4 separate regions of the Mus musculus genome follow, and all the other regions are linked to region 1. A link is a contact called in public HiCAR-type, HiChIP or PLAC-seq and promoter capture Hi-C data. All regions are on one chromosome and are shown on one strand. Each heading gives the region's core, a stretch centred on a gene start, on an enhancer-like site or on the middle of the called end of the contact. The rest is flanking DNA. Distances are from core to core; before and after follow the strand shown. Region 1 holds the start of Osmr (oncostatin M receptor). Region 2 holds the start of Cplane1 (ciliogenesis and planar polarity effector 1). Region 3 holds the start of Wdr70 (WD repeat domain 70). Region 4 overlaps Ptger4 (prostaglandin E receptor 4 (subtype EP4)).

What was found. Promoter capture Hi-C pulls out the DNA fragments that hold promoters and counts their contacts. HiCAR-type assays count read pairs that join an accessible place to other places. HiChIP or PLAC-seq counts read pairs in DNA pulled down with a chosen protein or histone mark.
Region 2: a contact with region 1 is called in an H3K27ac HiChIP or PLAC-seq map of the NIH/3T3 cell line, with 6 times the contacts expected there. The contact joins the promoter of Cplane1 here to the promoter of Osmr in region 1. A contact is called at or near these places in 3 of 39 promoter capture datasets (3T3-L1-derived adipocytes, hippocampal neurons and liver) and 1 of 115 datasets of contacts at active chromatin or transcription factors (the NIH/3T3 cell line).
Region 3: a contact with region 1 is called in a HiCAR-type map of astrocytes, with 4 times the contacts expected there. The contact joins the promoter of Wdr70 here to the promoter of Osmr in region 1. A contact is called at or near these places in 4 of 39 promoter capture datasets (the 3T3-L1 cell line, 3T3-L1-derived adipocytes and hippocampal neurons), 1 of 115 datasets of contacts at active chromatin or transcription factors (astrocytes) and 1 of 9 other capture datasets (embryonic stem cells).
Region 4: a promoter capture Hi-C map of hippocampal neurons shows a contact between it and region 1, with 10 times the contacts expected there. The contact joins the enhancer-like site here to the promoter of Osmr in region 1. A contact is called at or near these places in 3 of 39 promoter capture datasets (embryonic stem cells, hippocampal neurons and liver).

Annotation. Positions count from the first base shown.
Region 1 is chr15:6,872,896-6,875,595 of GRCm38.p6, forward strand. Osmr (oncostatin M receptor) reads right to left here and starts at 1,418. Exons shown (of 18, transcript NM_011019.3): 1 at 1,306-1,418.
Region 2 is chr15:8,167,816-8,170,573 of GRCm38.p6, forward strand. It overlaps Cplane1 (ciliogenesis and planar polarity effector 1), which reads left to right and starts at 1,291. Exons shown (of 53, transcript NM_001162906.1): 1 at 1,291-1,674; 2 at 2,491-2,579.
Region 3 is chr15:8,097,926-8,100,625 of GRCm38.p6, forward strand. Wdr70 (WD repeat domain 70) reads right to left here and starts at 1,284. Exons shown (of 18, transcript NM_001081402.1): 1 at 1,194-1,284; 2 at 1,031-1,096. The coding sequence starts at 1,218.
Region 4 is chr15:5,234,200-5,236,972 of GRCm38.p6, forward strand. It overlaps Ptger4 (prostaglandin E receptor 4 (subtype EP4)), which reads right to left. Exons shown (of 3, transcript NM_008965.2): 3 at 1-1,023. The coding sequence ends at 433. Among named protein-coding and RNA genes, the nearest start is that of Ptger4, 8.6 kb to the right of the region's middle. Within about 2 kb of position 1,497, at least 92 of the 459 cell types and tissues checked have an H3K27ac peak or open chromatin away from gene starts, as enhancers often do. A contact at or near this core is called in hippocampal neurons, where this site is marked.

The DNA of each region.
Region 1 (2,700 bases), core at 168-2,667:
ACACAGACAGACAGACACACACACACACAGACAGACACACACACACAAACACAGACAGACACACAGACACACACACACAGACAGACACACACACACACACACACACAGAGACACACACACACAGACACACACACACACACACAGAGAGACACAGACACACACACACACACACACAGAGACACACACACACAGACACACACACACACACACAGAGAGACACAGACACACACACACACACACACACAGAGACACACACACAGAGACACACACACAGAGACACACACACAGAGAGACACAGACACACACACACAGACACACAGACACACAGACACACAGACACACAGACACACAGACACACAGACACACACACACACACACACACACACACACACGGTCTCCCCCGACATCCACCACCACCACCACCTCTCAAAAGCAGAATGCCTTTGGTCTGCACCTAGCTTCCACTTTCAATTCTGTCTGCTTTGCTTACATCCATCCTCACGTCCACGAGTCCTGAGCTGAAAAACAGCTTGATCGCAAAGCGCTTTCACCATGTCCTGCAGGCAGGTAGCATCTGTCCGTCTGAAAGTAATCCCTATATCTGTGCCCTTGGTCACTCACAAGGCAGGCAGGGAAGATGAAGAGTGTGTGAACAAGCGGCCCGTCAAGAACTGTTACAGGGAACCTGTATTCACGCTCCCGTTTCAGCATCTCACTGGTGCCTACTCTCAGAGACACTGACCCCTATGCGCATCCTTGCCTGTTAGTGGTGACACTTCCGTTCAAGCAGCTCGAGAGGTGGTACCTGCTCTCCCCACCCGCATAGAAGCTCTGCCCCCAAGGCTGTGGGGTGCTCTTCTCTGAGTGGAGAGGGAAGCACCTAGTCCCGGAGAAATGACAGGGACGGGTGGGAGTTAAGGACTGGAAAGCAAGAGGCTGGGGGAAACCATCAACTCCCACTCCCACGGGGTATTGTGAGAGAAACCAAATTGGCCCAAATGGGAGTTCTAACTCAGCAAGTGTTTCCCCAGCTGCTTGAGTGAGAGGCCAGGGGACGGTGAACCTCAAAGCAGGCCTGGACTGGTGTCCCAGCGACGTGCACGCTGAGAGTATCTAGTCTTTTAGAGTTGCCCACCAATTAGGTGGCACTTTTCTGGCACAACCTCTTGCGGCTCCTGAGAGTGCAGTCTCGGGAGGCAAAAACTAACGCAGGACAGGGCAGAGGCGCGGGGCAGCAAAGCTCTCGGCTCGCCCGTCGGAAAGTGGATGGAGGCGGCAGCGCGGGCACACGGGTCCCGTACTCACCCGCCTGGCGACCTGCTCCGGAGCCTTGCCGGTCCTCGGCCTCACAGGGGAACGGGCGCGGACGTCTGTCCAGGCGTGTGGAGGCGGCCCCGCGCCCCAGCTATGAATCAACTACGGGGCAAGTGTCCAGGGGCGGGAGTTACGGGAAAGCGCCGGGGGAGGGCCGAGGGGCCAAGTACTGTTGCAATTTCCCGTCTCGCTGAGCACTTTTGGCACTCCTGGGACCCACAGGAATTTGCTCCTGGTCCCAAGGGGATGTAGGGGGGAACGATCGGGACCCTGCGACGGGCGCGGTTCCCGGGACCGGGCGGGCAGCACCGGTGAGAAGGGAAGTGGGAGAGGCCTGGGAGGAAAAGCTGGTCCTTGAGCATCGTTGTTCCTGGAGGGAGAGGGGACGAGCTGCGACCCAGTGCCCCGTGCCAGGTGTCCTGCACAGAGCCAATTGTGTTGCTTGGGAGATCCAACCCCAGCGCTCCGTCTGAAAATTACCTGAAATGTCAAACTGTTGGATCAAACTTGTGATCGAGTTGACTTTCGGCGTTCAGAGCAAGACAGACGTGTTAGAACAGAGATCTATGAACTGTGCTTCCTCTACAGGACCTGGAAACGCCCTGTGTGGCCACGCCTCCTTCAGCTACAGACCTGAATTCTTTGTCCACGAAGATCCAAGTTCCTTTCTCTCCTTAGAACGCCATCAGATCTTTACTAACCGGGCACTTGAAAGACATTTTTGACCTCTCTTTATGGCTGCATGGTAAAATGTCCACAGCCACGTCGTCTTTGGGAACTGGCACAAAACTATCGCCACAGGAGGTGTGGCAACAAGTTCCCACCAGTCGCCAGGCCAAGAAGCCTGGAGAACCGCCCACTTGCACACTATACCTTGCTCCAAGCTATAGTTCAGTTCACATTTGGAAACTACCTACAAGTCACAAATGGAAGGAGACTGAGGGAAATGGCTATAGATCAGAACTTGCGGATCCACAAATCAGTCTTAGAATAAGTAACTGGGGTATTGGGACACCTCAAAACAATGTCAGAAATATTAGTTACAACGCCTTACTTTCGTGTCTGTGTATGCTTTTTCTTCCTCCCTAATGACAATTCAGGGAAGGATCTTTTATTATTATTATTATTATTATTATTATTATTATTATTATTAAAGATAGTACTCCTCTAAATACCTAATACCTAATGGTGCCTGAAAGACTGGAGCACACAGCAAATATTTGAAGAGAATTAGAAAAAGGCACATCGTGTCTAGTAAATAATGTGTGCTCCTTTGCCATAGCCATTATTACTTATTTTAAATGAGCCCATTAGTGTGGCCGTGCGAACAGCCGCGGGAGCAGTGTGGAGCCAAGTTCTCACCCATTAAAAAGGCTTTTTGATTCT
Region 2 (2,758 bases), core at 41-2,540, 1.3 Mb after region 1:
GCTATTCCTGAAGCTGCTCTAGAAGCAAGTCTCTGGAGACAGCATCAGAAGGGAGGGGGCTGGAGCAGCAGCTCATTTCAGCGTCCATGCGGATGAACCTTGTCAGAGCTGCACATTCAGCAATACGTGAATCTTACAACCAACAGTTTAGTACTGTAAGATACCTGTGTGGATTGTGCAAAGTGCACAGATGAGTTAAGGTTGAACTTTTGCTCCTTGTTTGAGCAGGTAAAAGACGAGTATTCTTTTTATGAGTTAATTTGATCGATAACCAATTGTGATAAATCCTTCATGACATGTGAAGAATTCCATGACCAACACGATTTATTGTCTAATTTTAGCTGAAGTTTTGGCTAGAGACTTTTTTTTTTTTTTTTTGGTTTTTTGAGACAGGGTTTCTCTGTGTAGCCCTGGCTGTCCTGGAACTCACTCTGTAGACCAGGCTGGCCTCGAACTCAGAAATCCGCCTGCCTCTGCCTCCCAAGTGCTGGGATTAAAGGCGTGCCACCACTGCCCGGCAAGTTTTTGTTGTTGTTGTTGTTGGTTTTTGTTTGTTTGTTTGTTTATTTATCTATTATATGTGTGTGCACTGTTGTCTTCAGACACTCCAGAAGAGAGCATCAGATTTTTGTTATGGATGGTTGTGAGCTACCATGTGGTTGCAGGGATTTGAACTCAGGACCTTTGGAAGAGCAGTCGGTGCTCTTAACCGCTGAGCCATCTCACCAGCCCGTTGTTGTTGTTTTTTAACTTGTTATTTTATGAGTGTTTTGCCTACGTGTATGTATGTGCACCACCTTTGTAGCTGGTGCCCACAGAAGCCACAAAAGAGTGTCAGATGCCCTGGAACTGGAGTTACTCAGGGTTATGTCGTAGGTGCTGGGACTCTGAAATCGGGTCCTCCACAAAGGCAACAACTGCTCTTAACAGCGCAGATCTAAATGTTGGTTCTTAAGGCATTCTCATGCCAAGCTCCACGGAGAGCTCGGAAACTCAAAAGTCTTGCACGAGGGGAAGCCAGGGATGGATGGAGAGAGAAAGGACTACCGAGCTGAGGAGAGAGCAGGAGGGCAGGACAGACTCGGTGGAGGTAACCCACTCTGGCAGGCTTGCAGCGCTCTCCCAGAACCCCGGCGCAAAGCTGGCTACGCCGAGGAGGCGGGGCGGGCGGGGATCCGTCAGGTGCCCGCCCACGGAGCGGCATGGAGCATGCGCAGTGGGGCGGCCCCGCCCACGCGTCGCCTGGACACGGCTCTGGGGTGGCGGGCGCGGCCTCCTCCAGGGCTCAGCGGCTTCGCAGCCTCTGCGGTCCTCGGTGGGAGGTGGCGGCCTTGGGACCTTCCCCAGGGGCTCGGTCCCCGTGCCCCCCGCCTCCCAGGGTCTCCGGGCTAGCTGTGGGGACTTCCGTTTTCCTCGCGGCCGCCCGCCGTCCCGCCCAGGTCCTTCTTTGGGTCGCAGGCGTCCCCTCCCCGCCGTGGCCCCTCACACCTCCACAGGGGACCTCCGGGCAGGACTCTGCGGCCACAGCCACGAGGAAACCTCTGAGGAGACCCCAGCGGACGGCAGAGCAGTGAGGGATGGACGCGGGTTCCTAGCATCCTCCGTAGCACAAACCCCGCCCGGGACGTCAGCGATTTTCTTGAAATTGTATGCTCCGATTTGTTTGAAATAAAGGTACCTTTCCCCGGTTCCCGTAGACTGGGCAGATTACTCCTGTCATACATATATTTTTGCGCCATGGAGCGGATTTTTTTTAAAAATCAGTTCTTCCATCTGCAGTGTCTGTTGTGTAGTGCTTGGTCTATCCAGTAGCATCAGTGTTTTGAGAGGCTTTGCAGTATGCGTCAGAAAATGGTGTTTGCTGCATCCCAGGAGAGAGGTGATTGTTAGAATTCTAAGTGACGGGAGGTTGTACGTGATTCTGTAGCGCACCGTACTGAAATCTTGAAGTGGGTTTGCTGTCTTTCTATCTTTTATGCTTTACTTGAAAAAAAAAATATGTCTATCTTTTCCCAAACAAATCCTTTGCATAAATCTTTAAGTGTCTTTCACATCTAGAAGGACTCATTAGACAAAAAACATAATACAATTAATCCCTCAAAACCAAAACTAACAAGTTGCTGTCACCAGTAGAATCTAACGATGATTAACTCAGTCGTGCTGGGTTTTCTCCTGTTGCCTTTTATCAATTTTGCATTTAAAGTTGCATAATGTAATTAAATATGTATTTTAGATTAACCAGTTCCTTATGTTTTGCTGTACCTTATTTTTCTCTTTACATGTGCATATGTATAGTATTTAGGAATTATTAAACTACCTAGAAATAGCTTTTGATTTGAAGATGATTGCGTATATTAAATAGTCTTATATTCACTTGTCATACTCAGAATAATGCATATTTCTGGTAATGCTATTTTACATGAGTAGTCATCAAATTTAGGAAACTTGGCATTGAATAATATAGCATTTTTGTTTTGTTTTTTGATGCAGAATAAAATGCTTCATTTGGCCGCCTTGTGTGGTTAAATCATCCTTCATTTGGAACACCTGAGCTTCTGATTCTTCGCTGACACTGGTTGGTTAGTTTCATGTCCATTTATCACAAACCAGAATCATTTGGGAAGAACCTGAGTTGAAAAAAATGTCCCCCCCCCACCTCACGTGCCAAAACAGTGGTATGGCAGCTCTTTTCATTTTGAGGCAGGGTCGGGCTGGCCATAAATTCAGGTCTGGGCAGAGAAGCCTTGAATTTGGTCTT
Region 3 (2,700 bases), core at 34-2,533, 1.2 Mb after region 1:
AAACAGGAGTTGGAGAGATGATTCACAAGTTAAGAACACTTGTTGCTCTTGCAAAGGACATGTTTAGTTCCCAGGGCCCACAAGGTGGCTCACAACCATCTGTAACTCTAGTTCCATGGGACCCAGTGACCTCTTCTGGCCCCCATAGGTACTGCAGGCAAATGGTGCACAGACATAGAGGCAAAACAACCGCTCAGAAATATAACTATATATACATTTATCTTTTAAAAAAATAAATCCACCGGGTGGTGGTAGCTCAAGCCTTTAATCCAGGCAACCGGGAGACCGAAGCAAGCAGATCTTTACGGGTTCGATGCCAGCCTGGTCTACAGGGTGATATCCAGGACAGCCAGGACTGTTACACAAACACACACACACACACACACACACACACAAAACCTGTCTAGAAAAAAACAAAAAACAAACAAACAAACAAAAGAGGAGAATGAATAGGAAGAAGAGGAAAAGAGGAGGTGGAAGAGGGAAGGAAAAAGAAGAAAAGAAGGGAGAAAAGAAAGAAAAAAAGTAAATACTGTAACTACCCTTTTATCGACTAATTACCTAGAAGAAGCTAAGTAGATGAATAAATGAAACAATGAATGAATGAGAACTAGGTACATCAGAGAGACATTTGTTCCCAAAACAAATTACAGGTCAATTTCCATTTGATTTTTCTAGCACTGATACTATTAACAGATGATTATGTCTTTTGAGACTGTTTTTTCTTTTAAATCACCTAATAATGTGACAAGACCAGGGTATACATTAAGACTGAAGAGGAAGAAACGCTATATCCACCAAAATGTTATTTAATGGTCGCCACTAAATGTCTTTCTCAGACTGGGTCACCATAGTAATCCCTTTCCGTCAAGGTTTCCAACTGTCACCTGAACTGGTCTCAACAGTTTAAATGGGACCGATTCGGATTTGGCACGGCGGAAGGCGCCGGTCAAAAGTGGCAGCTCTCCTACCCTTTACTCGCAAGCCCCGGGCGAAGTCGGGCTGGGCTCTGCCCCGGGCAGTCACTCACCGAATCCTGTGAAGCCCATGGTGACCGCCAGCTGAGGGTCGGGTCCCGCCGTGTCTGCGCCTGTCACTGGAGCAAGAAACAAAGGACAGACCGGCCGTCAGCCCGGCGCTCCAGTGCCCAGCACGGCCCTCCACCCCGGCTGGCCCGCCTAACCCACACCCACCTTCGCTGGTTCCCGAGTGCTCCATGACTGCCCGAGCCCACCGCCTCCGTGGATGCAGCAGCGCGCGACTCCCGGCAAGCCCGACGGAAGTGTCGTCACCGAGACCGCGTCGCCAAGAGCGGCCCGGCTGCGTGGGTAGGCAGGCTTTCGGACTCTCGCCCCCTAGCGGTGCGGAGGGAATGCGCTGACAAGCCACGAGGAGGTCTAGTTTGGGAGTTCCCTAAAACCTTTCGGTGGTTTCAGATGCGTTCTCAAGCAAAGTCCTGGCACGTTTCTAAGGAAATCAACAGAATCTTGTTATTTGCATGCTACTTTTATCTATATTCGTAATGTACTTGACGTACATGATGAAACTTCCACTGCTGCCCATCTTCTCAGTATGCTTGAAGAAACCACTATCTAGTTATAAAGATGCCAGAAAACTGAAGAGTTGTTAGGAATGTTTAAAGCGCTTGCCCTCAGTCTCCACTCTCTAGGCTAGCCTTGTTTACTAAGGGTTCCAAATGTTACATGTTACATAACTACTGTGTTTCCAATTTATTTTAGTTTCTTTACAACTCTGTTCCTATTCTTAATGACACATCATTTAATATACTTTTAAAGTCTAAAACAAATACTTGGTTGAATTTTTCTTTTGTCAGAGTCTCTCATTTTGTAATCCATGCCTGGCCCAGAACTCAGAGACCCATCTAGATTCCTCTGCCTCCCAAGCTTTTAAAGATGTGTGCTACCAAGCCAAGTGAAAATACTTCATTTTCACATGCACTCAATGATTGTGGACGTGGTATAAACATGCCTTACTGTGCAACCTGCAGACCTATTCTTCTACTATGTGGTTCTGGGGGTGGACCTCAAGTCACAAGCTTAGCAGAAAAGACAATTTCCTACTGAGCCTTGTAGTCCACTCAAGAATGAAAATTCTTTGATAAAATTACTCCTGAGCCCCAATATTAGACTCCTGTCTCTGTCTATGGTTCATTGATAATGATTATCTAATGCTTCCATTGTCCTTAGAGTAAAAGAAAAATTTATTAGTACAAAGAAGCTGTAGATCTGTGGTTGCTTAGCATAGACAAGGCTAAGGGTCTGTATTGGATCTCCACCACAAAAAAATACAAATTTAATAAAAGGTTAGCCTGACTTCCAAAACCTTTCTATTCCAATCTTGTCATTTTCAACATTCCCATTTAGTGCAGGGAGCGGCCTCAGAACACATAGTCCTGAATGCTTTAACTCTTCACCAAGTCATTGATCCAACCAGCTCATCTCCAACTATCAAATTAAATCTCTCCTGCTTTTGAAAGCATCTGTAGAACTTTGTAGGCCTCCAACTAAATAAGGCCCACCTACCATGTGATACCCTAGTCTGTCTTCATAATATAATGGCTGGGCAGGCACTCTTGAGTGGTTATTAAATGAATTAATAAGAAGAAATGGTTGTGAAGGCAAGTTACTTTTCCTATGCACAAGATGTATATAATTTGTAGCAAGGAAGTTTGGGTTTGCC
Region 4 (2,773 bases), core at 247-2,746, 1.6 Mb before region 1:
AAACCTTCTCACAGAGAAGAACATAAATACCTTAAATTATATTTCCAACAATAAAAATTCACATTTCATGCTTTAGTGAGACACTTAAGTCAGCTGTAAGGTAGTCCTCAGAGTTTGGGGTAGAGCCCTTCCAGTAGCTGGACCCCTGGTATGTGCCAAATAGAAAGCTCTTTTGCTATGACAATAGCGTAGCTTCTGCCATCTTCCTGTCCAGTAGAAAAAAGCTGCCAAGTTGCAACTGCAATCTCGAGTCACATCAGAATGACAGCCAATGTGCTTCAAGCCTGGGCACTCAAGGACCTCAGTCTGCAGCCTTGGAGAGCCCTCAGGAGCTCGCCTGTTCTCTAGTGGGAGTCCAGATGAAGACAGCCCTTCTGAGTACAGCTATGTATGTCTATTGCACAGGATTTTATAAGATTCCCCCTTTAGCTACTATATACATTTTTCAGATAATTTCAGAGTTTCACTGGGGAATGTGACTTGCAGAGAGTTTCCTTTAGAGGCAGGCTCCTCTCTGTGGCTCCCACTAACCTCATCCACCAACAGGACACTCTCAGAGTCCTGGCCCTGGGAGGAGTCTGAGGTCTCGGAAATTCGCAAAGTTCTCAGCGAGGTGGTGTCTGCTTGGGTCAGGCCCATGCCATGCGAACCTGGAAGCAAATTCCTGCCTCCGAGGCTGCTTTCAGTCAGGTCTGGCAGGTACAGGAGGGTCTGGGACGTGCTGCTGATCTCCTTTAACTCCCGGGCGAGGAAGGAGCGAGAGTGGCCGGACATGGCGGAAGATGTCCTCCGACTCTCTGAGCAGTGCTGGGCCGAGCTGTCTCTGCCGGAACCGCCAATGCGGCAGAAGAGGCACTTGATCTTCTCTATGGCTTTACTGAGCACAGTCTTCCGAAGAAGGATGTAAATCCAGGGGTCCAGGATGGGGTTCACAGAAGCAATCCTGATGGCCTGCAAATCTGGGTTTCTGCTGATGTCTTTCACCACGTTTGGCTGATATAACTGGTTAATGAACACTCGCACCTGTGTAAACGAGAGGCAGGCCCACGTTGAAATTTTTATAATTATGCAATTTGGCAAAATACTTAAGTGCTCCATTTATCTTTGCCACGTGACGTGATGTAGCTGCTCTCATGTGGGAATGCCTGCTCTGCTACAGCAGTTGACACAACAAGCTAGTTACTGTATTTTAAAGGAGACTCATTTTGTAAGCCAATTAACGGTGAAATCATTACAAAAAGCTGAGTTGTCTATGCTTTACCCCCAGAGAAAATGCTTTGTTGTTTTGACCCACCGACGATCTCTCCTGTCACCCAGAATCACTGGAGAACTATGTTTTCAGCGAGATGGTGTCCGCTTGGGTCAGTCCTAGCTCTCCCTGCTCTCCCTAGTAGTTACATAGTGTTACTGTCTCTCAGCTACTGCACGTGGGCAGGCTCGGGAAGAGCCCTTCCTGAGAAGCAATAGCATTGGGCTTTGATGGAGGAGGGGCAGTCTGCCAGCTTCCCACGGAAGGAAATAAGATTCGGCAGGCAGAGAGAAAGTGCAGAGTCATGGAAGAGTGAAATGCTATGTCATCCTCCAGGAAAGCCGGATGATTCACTGGAATGAGCCAGGTCACCATAAGCCTAGGCAATGTTAGCATTCCTTAGCGGAGAAAGCACTTGTTAGTACTCTCAAGTGTATTCCCAATGTGTTGTAAAACTTGCTTGTAACCCAGGTAAAGTGAAGCTCTGAGATCATAATCACTGCCCTGCTCGTGGGAATTATTTTAGGTGAGGAAGAAATAAAAAGTTATTCTCGTAGTCAGGAAAGAGGAATACCAGTTTTAAAGGGCGAATGAGCACCCACAAAGAGCCTGTAGCAATTAGAAACAAACGTTTGTAACAAGACTTGATGTTTTCACTGTCATGGTGTTTGGTGTAATAACTAATGATTCATGCTATATTGCTTACCAGAAAAGGGCATGGATATGTTAAGAAAAATAGCAATTTGGGTAAAAGCTTTAAAAAATTAAAGATATATTTTTAAATTAATTTGTAAAATTCAATTTATATGCAACTTATTTCTTGATGATCTGAGCCAATGATACAACTCTATGTCTGTTTCTTCATTGATCCCATTTAGGCAAATGCCCAAGAGTCCTTGCACGTCCCCAGTGTTCTTAGTAGTCATTGTTTTTCCCCACTGGTTTTGGAAATATATTGGTTGTAAAACTTGTAAAAACCTAACCTAAATTTCTATCGGTTCCGATATGTTGTTAGCAGCTACTCTTCTAGGAGCCACGGAATTGTGAACTCTAAAGATTTTGGAGAAAGGATTATCAACCGCAAGTCTTGTAGAATAAAAGAGTCAAATGGACTTCAGATGAAATTCATCTTGTTCTCTTGAGGGCAGATCAGTAAAAATGATGGAAATTAAACAGCAGGGGATGTTTCTAAAGATGAAAGAAGTGTTGGGTAGGAACGGGCTGGTAGCCCTGTCGGTGGCAGGGTTTGTGTGAAACGGACACGCTAATCAGCCTCCAGAGGGCAGTGTTGCCTCACTCTGGAGCGGCTAGTGCTGTCTCTCCTGGGACAGGTTTTGTTTTGTTTTGTTTTGTTTTGCTTTGTTTTGTGAAAGAAGCTTTTAAAACAGAATCTTGGTTAAGTTTGGACTTTGAATGATATATCTTAACATGTTTTTATACTGGTTGCTTCTCCACCAAAACCTCAAAGGAAACACGGTTTACCTCTGAAAAGAGGAAATTTCTGAACGGTTAAAACAAAAAGCT